Regions from separate parts of the Zea mays genome. Here region 1 is linked to region 2. The links are chromatin contacts, called in public Hi-C maps. All regions are on one chromosome and are shown on one strand. The core of a region is the stretch at or near the end of the contact, and the rest is flanking DNA. Distances in the headings are between cores, read along the strand shown. Region 1 holds the start of LOC100174971. Region 2 holds the start of LOC100192808.

The links. Hi-C and Micro-C count contacts between places; a contact is called where the count stands out from the background.
Region 1: a contact with region 2 is called in a Hi-C map of tassel, with 2.5 times the contacts expected there. The contact joins the promoter of LOC100174971 here to the promoter of LOC100192808 in region 2. A contact is called at or near these places in 2 of 25 Hi-C or Micro-C datasets (ear and tassel).

What each region holds. Positions count from the first base shown.
Region 1 is chr1:68,555,366-68,561,472 of Zm-B73-REFERENCE-NAM-5.0, forward strand. LOC100174971 reads left to right here and starts at 4,087. Exons shown (of 7, transcript NM_001134282.1): 1 at 4,087-4,273; 2 at 4,561-4,703; 3 at 4,804-4,944; 4 at 5,377-5,485; 5 at 5,805-5,866. The coding sequence starts at 4,611.
Region 2 is chr1:67,937,561-67,944,187 of Zm-B73-REFERENCE-NAM-5.0, forward strand. It overlaps LOC100192808, which reads left to right and starts at 4,594. Exons shown (of 5, transcript NM_001138001.2): 1 at 4,594-4,809. The coding sequence starts at 4,774. LOC100383440 reads left to right here. Exons shown (of 16, transcript NM_001176090.1): 13 at 320-404; 14 at 479-659; 15 at 765-939; 16 at 1,264-1,532. The coding sequence ends at 1,414.

The sequences.
Region 1 (6,107 bases), core at 2,837-5,336, 620 kb after region 2:
GGAGGACAGTAAGTGAAATGGCAGCTGGACAAATGAAGATGGGGATTAACTCCCTTGTTTTGCTTGGTGCATGGACCTTATGGAAGCACCGTAATCAATGTGTCTTCGAGGGCGGCAATCCGAGTGTTGCTGCTGTTTTGGAGCAGGTTGGAGAAGAGCGAAGGTTGTGGGAGATGGCAGGGGCTTATTTTCCTAGCAGTTAACCTTCCTCATGGCTAATTTCTGTTCAAGGTTTTGTTGTTTTTTTCTGTTTTTTGAGTTTAAACCTCAGTGTTATGGTTTGTAAGGGCTTCGACCCGACTTTTTTCTTCTTCTTAAATATAATGATATGCAGCTCTCCTGCATATTCGAAAAAAAAGTTATAGAATGTCATCTCTGGACCTCAAAATTCCAATTGTAATGATGTACATGTTTAGTGAGATATGAGCATGAGCACAAGTCCACTTGAAGGCAATTTGAAGGTTTCAAGTCCAAAAGAGCTGAAACAAGGGGCTTGGAAATGCAAATGGGAGTAAATAGTAAATATGTGAGGTTTGGACCCTTAGACATGTTGCATAGGCCTATTACAATGTTTCTAGCATTTGCATTTGGTCTCTAACTCCTTTTGTAGCAAAAAGTGCATTTTGGACTTGGTTTGAGCCAATTCAGGAACTCTATTGAAGATTTGTGAAAGAGGTGAGTTTCTCACACTTAGTCAATTGGATTATGTGCTAATTATGTCTAAGTCGTAGGGAAGCTCCCAAGGACAACCAAAAAGAATTGGAGAAGATTGGCTCAAAAGAGCCTAAGTTGGGATATCCTAGGCCTCACTGGACCGGTTTGGTGGCACACCGGACCGAGTCCACAGGAGCCCGAGACTTAAGAGTTCTGGTGGCCTGGCGTACTGGACCGCTTGTATGGCTGAACAGTGAACTCTTGAGAATTATAATTTATAATTCATCGGGCCTTCACTTTTCATGGTCCGGTGGCACGCCGTACCGTCCTCCAATGGCTACTTCGCGGGCACGTGCGCTGGCCAACGACTATTATGCGTCCCAGTATAGAGGTGCACCGGACCGGTCCGGTTCCTGTTAGCTATGGAAACCATCCAATCACATCTCAAACTCAGGGCACATGGACTCGGTCCAGTGGTGCACCGGACCGGTCTAGTGTCCCCGCAGAAGACTGGATTTCTACATCTTTTTAAACGAAAGGGGCAACTGCTATGGGCCTTTCGGGGCTATAAAAGGAACCCATGGCACACCTCTTCAGCACATAAGCATACTTAGGGCTTCTCTACACTTCTATACTCTGCCACAACACATTTGTGTGATTCTAGCGAGATTGCGCTCTTGAGATCTTCTCTTTCGTGTTGTGTTGCTGGTTTTGGCTCTTGTGTGTACTTTCTCTCCTTTATTGTGCTAAAGTTGCAACTCTGATCTTGTGTACAGCTGCAAGCAGGGGTGGACCCATAGGGGGGTCCGGGTGGGCCCTAGCACACCCTAAGCCAGGCCCACCGGGGACCCCACCCGGCCATCCCGTTCGCCCGTTCAGCCGACGTCTGACGTTCCAACTTCTCTGGTTCTCCCGAGCGTTCGGCTAATCGGCTTCCTCTTCCCAGTTCCTGGCGAGTGCGCTGTGCACGGCTGTTCCTCAGTTCCTAGCGGCTGGTGTATGGCCACCGGCGTCCTGCAAGGCTGCAACAGCATCTTGGCATCTTGCTCGTCTGGACGCCTGCTCGGTCGGCTCTAGAGCCTTCGCCCCTCCGGTCCTGCAAAGGCTGCAAGTCTGCAACACATCTTGCGTGGTCTTCAAGCAACCACATCTTGTAACGGCATCCTGCAAGGCTTGCATGGAACGCCTACTGCCTGCGCTCAGTAACGCTCGCGCGGAGGTGCCCTTCCCCGCGTACAGGTGCGCATGAACATCGCGCCTCTCGGCTGATTCACTATCATTATTTTTATAGTGACTAAAATATGAAGAAGCAGGGAGATATTGACTCTTTTTTTCCAATCATGCTGCAAAGAAACATAAGTTTATTGTGTCGACACCTAAAAACAAGAGGAAGAGAGGATAAATGAAGAAATTGTGAATCCAATGCCATCTGCACCGCCACCGCCAACACTTTATGATGTCAGCCGTCTTCCACATGATCTAAGTGAAAGACAACCTATTGCAAGCTACCATGCTAATGATCATGATGCAATTGGAAGAGCATATATTATTATTATTAGAGGTCCATTTCAACCATATGCACATGAATTCCCAAATAGGAAAATTGGAGATAGAGATCGTCATTTTAATTTTGTTGCGGCACACCCTATACAAAAATCCTAGGTCCGCCACTGGCTGCAATAGACTCCAATTTGTGGAGATTCCTTGCGAGAGGATATTATTGATATAAGGAAGACCTTGTCACTCAAGTTCGATCTTTGGATCAATTGAGAGGGTTGAAAGCAACCCTTGTCTAAGAGGATACCACAACGTGGATGTAGGCAAGCATTTCAGGCTTGGCCAAACCACGAGATAAAATCGTGTGTGTTACTTGTTCATTTACTTTCTTGCGATTTTCTTTCTTTCTAAGTTCTCCAAATTCATTTGTAATATTGCTCTTAGTCTAATTTACATCTTGAAAGAGCAATCAAGTGAAAATGACTTTTCTCTCTTCTTCTCTCTTGAACTTGGTTTAGAGTTACACTAACCTCCTAACTTTGGACTAAGTTTGAGTTTAGAGTTACACTAACCTCCTCTCTAGGTGCTCTCAGAAAGTAGAATCCAAACTGGATTATCTATAGATAATATTCACCCAAAAAAATAGGTGTGCATCTCAATATAGGCAATAAGCACAACAACTAATCCTACCTCTCCCAACCCTTTTAAGCACTCATCCACCCAACCTAGGCGGCCAGCCACCAGCCGCCCCGCCCACCAGGCAACGTGTCACTTTGTTTTTATTGTTTTGTATGGTTAAACAATGTTGTCCTTATTACATGTCAGATTTATTGGTAATGTATTGTCGTTGGGTGTCGTGTAGCTAGTAATGTCATATAAAATATAATGTGATAATAATTTTTTTATCGAGGATAAGGACCCATTGGAAACCCGATACCCGAATGGTGATAGGTATGAGATGAATCTTATACCTATGATGAGTACGAGTATCGGGATGAGGATGGTTATAGCTTTACAAGGATGATTATAGATAGGATGTCCAAACCGAGTGGTGGATTTTCCATTCTATGGTGGTACCAACCACAGCTGCAGTGAACATTTGTTCTGGAGACGGTGGAATACTTGTCGGCCATACTCAGAAGGTGCAACACAACATGAGCAACTAACTTTAGTGGTTGACGAAGAGTTTGACTTTTCCATTTCTGGAGTGCATACTGGGTCCATGGGTAAACCCGAAGAACAAGGAAAGCACTTGTCCATCAATTGCACTTGAGTAGCAAAGGTTTCAGGTTGTCGGTGCTGACATCTCTTCTACTCTGTTAAGACCAGGCTAAGGGGGTGTTTGAATGCACTAGAACTAATAGTTAGTTGGCTAAAAATTGGTAGTGGAATTAGCTAGCTAACAAATAACTATCTAACTATTAACTAATTTACCAAAAATAGCTAATAGTTGAACTATTAACTAAAGTGTTTGGATGTCTCAACTAATTTTAGCTACTAACTATTAGCTCTAGTGCATTCAAACACCCCTTAAGTGAATGTCATGGTATGGGCTGACATTTCGAGAGGTGGAGAGTGTCATGGTATGGGCTGCCATGTGGGCCGAGAGTCCGAGACCGGGCTAAATGAGCTGGGCTGAATAGGACTGACTGCAGGTAGAAAGGCAAGCGCAACATTTGGCACCGTTAGCTCTCCACTAAACTTGTCAGATGCAATAATTTATGTTTTTATTAATGGCAAAGCCCTCCTGCCAGCCAGTGCCTTCCTTCCGGGTCAACCACTGGTACAGTCACATCACGAATTCCCACTGGCAGTACGATAACCTCACTGAGCGGTAGGGCCTCCCGTCCCAGAATCCTGCAGGACCCATCGATCATGGCCCCACGGGTCCTGCTCCTGCGTGGGTTCCAATTCCAAGTCGCCCACCGTGACGCCCATCGAGTCAACCGAACCCAAGCCGTGTGGCGACTGGCGAGGCGAGTGCCCCAGTTCCTAACTCCGGTGGGCGCGCTCCCACCGCCGCGCGGCTCAAAACCCGCCCTCAGCCTCCCGCGCTCCAGTCCACACGGGAGCGGGTGGTGTCGTCTGAAGCGGCGCGATCAAGGAGTCTTCGGGCGCTCCGGTGAGCTATCTAGATCTCAACATCCTCTCCCCTCTGTAGTCTGTAGTTGTACTCTCCCGCCCGATGGTTCAGTTAAGTTATATCCTCTCCCCTTATTTTTACTCGGTCGATACCATTTCGTTGTGGATTGGGCGCCCCCGCAGGTTGAAATGCTGCCCATCATGCTGCGGCCCTGTACTATGAGGATGGTTCTAGTTTTGCGTCTGGCAATTTGGGGCGTACATGCTTTTGGCTGCGTACTGTTACTGATCGGAGAAAATGTTTGTAACGTATGATTCGTTTTTCAGGACGTAACGTGCTGGCGGTTGCTTATCTCCGGATGTATATATAAGCGGAAATGTTCTCCTTGTTCTATGGCCTGTGGAAGTATGTGTTCGCCAAGGACGAGTTCCGTGTTCTGATTCTTGGTGTTGACAGAGCTGGCAAGACGGTAGCTGCTAGCTCCCAGCCTTCATATATATATTTCCCTTTCTGAACTAGAAATTGATGATACTTACCTGTACACGATGTTTCTGGAACCGTTGCCATAGACTTTGCTGGAGAAGTTGAAATCGATATATCTCAAGGGGGAAGGACTTCCGCCTGACCGTGTCGTTCCAACAGTTGGGCTCAACATTGGCCGCATCGAAGACGCAAAGGCAAAACTTGTTTTCTGGGATCTAGGTGGTCAGGTAAGAACGTTTACGTACGTAGTAAAGTGAGCCTTCTGTTGCCGTGGCACCACCCTACGATCGTTGATATTTGAGTCTTGTCAGTTTGGTGCTATATCAGGGTTTCTAATGCCTGGGAAATACATGTCATAAATTCAAATTACTAGGATGTGGTTGCTTTAGTTATTAACCTAGCATCTTTTTGCGTTCCAGCAGAATATATATAATCTAGTTATATGGAATGCTCAATAGAATTTTCAGAAAGCAAAGATATGCTCTGTTGGCTAACATTCACAGTACTCAATAGAATTGTTTACTAGTAGAACAGCATCAGCTTCTCTGCTATGTTATAAGAATTAGTGTAAAACTAACTTCAGTATCACTGCTTGCTAGTATGATAATTAAGCTTCCATGCCAAGTTCAGTATTTCTTACACACTTGCCTGCTTGGCAGGTTAGCCTACGAACAATCTGGGAGAAATACTATGAAGAGGCCCATGCCATAATGTACGTTATTGACGCTGCCACAGCATCGTCATTTGAAGATTCCAAATCTGCTCTGGGTAAGGTTCTTATTTGTGTTAATTATAAACTACTCCCTCCATTCCAAATTATAAGACATTTTGGCCTTTTTTCTAGATAAATAAATTTTGCTATGGACTTAAATATTATTTATATATATATATATATATATATAAAATGTCCTGGTACATAGTTAAAACATTATATCTTAAAAAGCTAAAACATTGTCTTATAACTTGGAACAAGGGAGTACTGGTTTGTTTCTATTGCTAGATCTTCCGAGAAGATGCATTGCCTCTCTGGTAAATGGGATGAGAACTCATTCTAGCTAGAGAACCTAACCTAAATTTCTTACTTCAGAGAAGGTTATTCGCCATGAACATCTGAGAGGAGCACCACTCTTGATAGTTGCAAACAAACAGGTGAAGGGTTTACTTCCACTTTCTATATTTTGTACCACAGTACATAATTATGATTGAAAGATTCAGTGCTTACAATAAAGTTGCCATCGTAGTAAAATAAAGATTTTGTTTTTGTCATGTGCCCATGCTGTGAGGCATACAAATCTAAATTCCTACGTTGCAAAGCGCCTATGCGCCATTGCGAGGTTGAATACCAGATGTAGTTTGGCCAATTGTGATGTACAGATGTGCCACATTGACA
Region 2 (6,627 bases), core at 3,344-5,843:
GTGAAAATCATGCAAGACATATTAAATTGGACTAGTTTGAAGGGGCCACTAAAACACTATGGTTTCGAAATCATAGTGTCTTTGATAACATGTTCTTGGACTTCCAATAACATTGCCAGGGTTATGTTAGATATGTCTTTGATAAATCATGGTTTTATCACAATTAGTTTTTTAACAGCTAAAATTTCGAAAAACAAAATTGTGATTGCAATTATGCATTGATTTGCATAGGCTTGTCTCAGCTGGATATGCAGCCGCTATGTTTTTGTTATTAATCAATTTGATAACATGCTTTAATCTGTATACCTTGTCTGCATAGGGGGGACTCTGTTCCACAAGTTCTAGTAGAAAAGGCTGAAGAATATCTCCCTCCGAATATGGGCTTCCTCATCAAGTTTGTTAAGGTAAATTTGCATCCTTGTCTTCTTCGTTGCTCGTGTCGAGCATTAGGTTTGACGAGTGCTGATTAAGTTAACAGGATGATGGTGAGTTGCTGTACCCATGCCCCTCTTGGATACATTCAGATATAATGGACGATAACATTCTTATCGAGGGGATCATAAAACTGAGTTCTTCTGGTGAGAGGGAAAGAGTTTATGACTCAGATCGGGACAAAATAAATGCAATTCACATCATTGATTTCAGTGATCTGTCCATTGGTGAGCTGACTGTCATCTTTGCTCCTTGGTTTTTGGTATTATATATGTGCACCTTTTTTTCGAGTTTGAAGTGAAGGGGATCCTATATTTCTTGTGTGTGAGCAGGGGATCCTATATGTGACATAATTCCGCTGCACTTGGATATTTTCCGGGGTGATAGTGACCTTCTCAAGGAATTTCTACGGAGCTATCAACTTCCCCTTCTGAGGGGGGAATCAACCACCGATGTCTACAGATCAGTGCGAAACTCGAAGTTCAGCAGGGCATCATATCGCGCGATGTAAGTAGTAGAGTTTCTGAATCCAGTTCTTTGTCCATGTACATTTTTACCCTTCTGTTTGCTGTGTCTATATGACAAGCCAATGGATGGTTTGGCTGTGTCTGTCTCCAATTTATCTGCACTTTGAAAGCCACTGGTTCCACACACATGGTTTCTAACATAAGTCTCTCATCCATCATGTTTTTCCCCTTATGCGCTAGCGATCAGTGGAAGTAGCCAAATGGTGGCTGCCCCTCCGGACAAGCGATGCGCCCAGTAGTTCACCGACAGTTGCCAGCGTGCAGCCGCAACATTCTCATGTAGCTTTTTATTTTGGTTTCGCAGGTGCTACTGTATATTACACGAGGACAACGTCTTGGGAGCTATATTCAGCCTGTGGAAGGAGATGAGGGCTGCAACGTCCTGGGAGGACGTTGAGAACCTGGTCTGGGGAGAGCTGAACCGGTACCAGGACTCTGCAGTTCGCTCAGCATAACTAAACACCAGCAAAAAAAAAAAAAACTTTCTGAACATACGTGTATGTTGTTGTTCCTCCGACGAATGTAACTTCCAAATATAAAAAAAAAGTGTAGGGAAAATAACGAAGGCTCGACACGGCATGCCCGTATTTTCCTATGGCTGGTGATAATATTGAGATCCCTGAAATGGTTCTATGAAATGAACCGCAGACCGTTGAAATCGTTTCAGATCGGCAACATAAATCGCATGGGACTGATGTGCCACAGGGGATTTCTGTGCAGATCTCAGTGCATGACCCACGCACGCAACGCCAATTTCTCGGTTACACAACATATATACCATGACGTTGCTTGGCACGCTGAATCGTTTTCAGGAGAGGAAAAAAAGGGTTTCCGACGAAGATCCGGTGACTGTACTCCACTGAAACGCGAACGCGAACGAAGTCTGGGATCGAGTACGTACTGCACGATGAGTATTCTCTGCCCAAATATGACACCAACGATCGAGTTCCAGATCTACCAGGTAGGGATGAAAACGGACGGAAACGAACGGAAAACCCCTTCTCCCGTTTCCGTATCCGCATTTTATCATCGGAAACGGGATCAGGTCCGGAATAGTCGGGAACGGAAACGGGAGCGGGATAAACGGAATTGCGAAAACGAACGGAACGGAAATATTAACGGAAACTCATAATTTAATACAAATAGAAATATTATTGATGTTTCACTAGTGATTGATTGTCAGAACAATAACATAAAACAAATAGATATAGAGAGGCAACATTCTATTGTTGTTTGGTTGCTAAATGTGTACATTTAGCTACATCTGATGTTGTTTAAGACTTTAGATCACTTGTCATTTGAAAAGAGCAGGTGGTTACAGTGGCCAATTGTGCTATAATTTGTCACCTAAATACACGAGGATTTAATTCATATACTAATGTATATTAGGCTCGTCCCATATTCATCAAATACGGAATAAATACGGGTTCAATCCGGAAAAACGGGATCCCGCAAAAACGGACGGAATAAGTCCTCTCCCGTTTCCGTCCCGTTTCCATATTTTTCCGTAAATACGGAAACGGTCGGGTCAAATGTAGAAAACGGTACGGGTCGGGACGGGATTTTTTCCATCCGTTTTCAACCCTACTACCAGGTGGAATTGGGCGTCTGGGGCCCCGGGTTGTGGGAATGGAGCGGAGCAGAGGTTAGCAGGTCGCCTACTCGTCTGGTCCGGAGTTAATATCTCAATTATAGGATCCGAGACGTCGTCCTTTTCGGTTTGTTTCAAAATTAAGACTGCTACCTTGAATATCTGATAACCATCCAGGCTCTGTACAGTAGTTCCCCTTCCCTCATGAGACACGACCTTCTCTCCCGTGGCGTGAACCTGCTAATACCTGCTCCAGCGCCGCCACGACAGGCTCCCTCTCGTCCATGTCTTCCTCTCCTCATCTCCCGTTCATGCACAACAACAATTCAGTTAATTCCGTCAGCCAAGCACCGATATACTGACGGAAATTACTGATTGGGTTTAGTTAATTCTCGTTAATTGCTGATAGAAATTACTTAATTCTCGTCAGCTATATGACAGCTACAGGGATTAACTAATTCTCGTCGACTTGGCTTGGCCCATAAAAATTAATACGTTAATTCCCGTCCGCAACGACTGGTTCATGGGAATTAGTGTTGGTACTCGCTCTTCCAAGCAAGAGGATCCAACGGGGAAGTGGAGAGTGTTTGCAAAATTCAACGGAGAATGTCAATAGCTCTGTTAATCTGTCCCCTCAAGGGTACTGTACGAGGGTATTTATAGGTGCCCGAGTGCCTACCGCCCTCAAACAAGGACGTTTATGCCCTCGGGAACCTAGAGTATCATCAGAATATTCCCCCGAGGGGAGGTTACAGACCGTCATTACAGAAAAGGCTATTACAGATGAGGTCTGCAACATGTTTATCCCTGCGGGGCCCGTTACAGTGGGCCGAATCCCACTTGGGCTTCCGGACCCGATGAGGACGTGAGACTAGCAGACATCGTCGGAGTCTTGCCTTCGTCTTGCAATGGAGAAGGGCGAAGGGCGTCCGCGAAGTCCAGTCGCGAAGTCCTCATCGGACCGGCGTCTTTTGGCATCGTTGGTGAAGCGAGGCGACGAAGGCATCGAGCAAAGGGTAGCGTCTTTGCCTTCGCCCCAACATTTAGTTCACGAAAACACATAGCGCACAAAGTTTGGTTTAACCTACCGAGGGAAACCCCACTCGAGTTAAGAAATAAAGACGACCAAACACTGTACTCAGAGATAACCACCACTCGGATGGTTAGAATTTTGGCCGCTGCCACCACCAGGAGGGTACGCGAAGAGGGACTCAACAAATCCAGTTTCTATGGGTTCAGACCCACTTTCGCCCGCTTCAGGCGTAACCTATGCAAGATGCAAATATGAACAAGTTAAATGTAAATATTAACAAGCTAAGTATACAAGTGTATACAATTATCGAGAGTTATCAAACGTACCATGTCTCCAAGTGCATGTATATGTGTCGGAGGGGTGTTGAACTGTTGAGTCCTCGGTCCATGTTTAATGAATATTTGATTAAGTTTAGATACAGTTCATGTTTTGCTACTACACTAACTAGATGAAATGGTAGTTTAGATAACATCATTAAGAGAATTTGCTAAGATTAACGTACCAGAGTTGGTATGGATGCAAATTGGCTCCATTGTGGCGGCGGTGGAATGTTTGGTATTATGCCCTGTTGTTGCATTAATTGTTAAACATATGTGTTACTATTGAAGATGTTGGATTGAAATATAAGAATTTAGAGTTCATATTATCTATATTTACTCGATACATCGTTTGGTTATGTGCATTGCAAACCTTAATAAATTCTTGTTGATGTCTCATCTCCTCACGCAACCTCATAGTCTCTAACTCCTGCTCGTTCGATCGACGAAAGCATAAGCTACGGGAAGACAAACCCGTCCTCTAAGATCTCACCGACATGAATCGGTAAGATCTTGTAATCAATGATATGATAGGTAATTTTTGTGCAACTTCACGGGGAGATATGAAAATAGTGTATTTTTTTTATAAAACTGACCTCTAGTTTTAATTTTTTTTAAAGGTAGAGATCGTGAAGCTAGACCTGATTGACAGAAAAAGCTAAAATAAATATAAAATTGTGGAAGCGGATCACTCTCAAACATGTCTAAACTCGGCTTAACGCGTATCGGGTGCCCATTGGCCACTGGCCCCTAGCCCTCGCCCTCCCTTTTCTATTGCTCCGAAGCCCGAGTTGCGAGCTGTCTCCTCCACTCTTCTCCTTCACTGTCGCAGCCGCCCCTTGTAGAAGCTTCGAGGCTGCTGCTGCTGCGCCCATGGCCGCGGAAGGCAAGACGCCGTCCCTCGCCGAGGTACGCAGCACACCGACTCTTCTAGCCCATCATCTCATCTGGTTCCCACACCACCCGATCTGGACTTGGCGACCCCATGGGGACGGATCTAGCGGGCGCCCCCAGATCTGCGCTTCTCCGATGGCCCGTGCAGGATTGGGTTATGCTCAGCGTCCGGATTCGTGTCTGGTAGCAAGGAACGTTTATCTGCCGCTGCTGATTCGTAAATGCCGAGCGGTCGATTTGGTTGGCCGATAATTTCGTGGGATTCAGGGACCTGTAAGCGTAGTGTTAAGGGTTTTGGGTGGACGAAGAACATAAAGTTACCTGCCGCTAGTTTCGATTTTGTTTGGAGGTAGTCGAATTACCTGTTAATTAGGTCCTTGTGGAATGCTGATAGATTTAAAGTTTGTGTTATGCTGTAGGCGGTGGTGGCGCTTAGTCTCTCGTGCAAGTTTGGTGCCTAAACGCGTATGAGATTCTGAGGGTCGTGTAGATTTTAGGATGAAAGCCGTCAACGCTGACGGGCTATAAGGATTTCTGGTTATGCAACACTATTTTTTGCTATGAGCCCTGTAATATCAAAATAGTCAAGGACTTTTTCTGTGATTAGATATTCTTGGACATAATTTTTAGTGCTAGATATGTTCTTTGTAAGGAAAGGATAGTGCCATTATGCTAATATCTTTCCTTTTAGTCTTTTACAAAGGACATGGTCTTTCTACCTGATTCTTTCAAAATGTCTAGTTTATATAAAATTTATAATTATTGATTTTGATTTCTAGAATTTTTGTAGATAAGTATTGACCACTTGGTGTTCGAATTCTTCTGAATGTTATTAAAATTATGAGTGGTTCTCTCCTCCTTTGCATATATCTATTAACTTTGACTTTTACTGTTCAAACTGTCTGTTCATAAGTTTCAAATTTATAGTTATCTAAAGCTGTGAAAAGATGTACTGGAATCATGACGAAGGATTATACTTGTAACAATTTGCATGAGCATAAGAAACCTGGTCAAAGTTTGAATAGTAGAGTCAAAATTGACATTTTTTGTAAATGGATAGGATTGTTCTTAATAGTTGCTTTAGACAATGTTAGTTTAATCCTATAGATGATCTGGAGTGAGAATCACAAAATAGATCTTCACTAGCTGTTAGGAGAATCGAATATGATGTAGGTGGTTTAAGTATATGGTCTGTTTTGCGTGTGAATTGGAATTTCTATAGAGAAGATAAATTCCTGTATAGTTTTTTCGTAGTTTGCTCAAAGGCTCAGTTTTTTTAGTAGAAACGACAGTGTGCATTTTTTAACTATGAACAGTACCTGTCAGGTCTATTAATTTTTGTATGTGTTTTAGAAAGCCCTAGGGCAGGTTCTAATTGGTTAGATTAGGTGGTAATCACATAGGTGGCCCATTTTTTTTGGAACTTTTCTTTACAAGAATGTTCTCATGCATATTCACCATTTTCTTTATGTGACCAGCATCGAACATCGTTTATCTATTCTTATTTTCATCTGTTGCTGTCTAATGTTTACCGGATCATAGTGTCTGGGTGTGCTCATACTTGCAATCTTTGTATGGAACTTTTGAGTGCACATGTAAAATTGGTCTCCTATGTTGAAGTTGGTTGTGTTGTTATATATTTTAATCTGATGGGGCTGGTTATATGGGTTCATGTACTTGTTGCTTGGTAATTGCTACACTGCACTAGTTGTATATGAGTTGGGACAGTTTAGTCAATATTAAATTGGACTTGGCTGTTTAATACAGTTTAAGGTTATTAAGGCTTCTACATGTGCTCCCTTCTTGAATACAGTTTTAAGTTTTTCACTTACA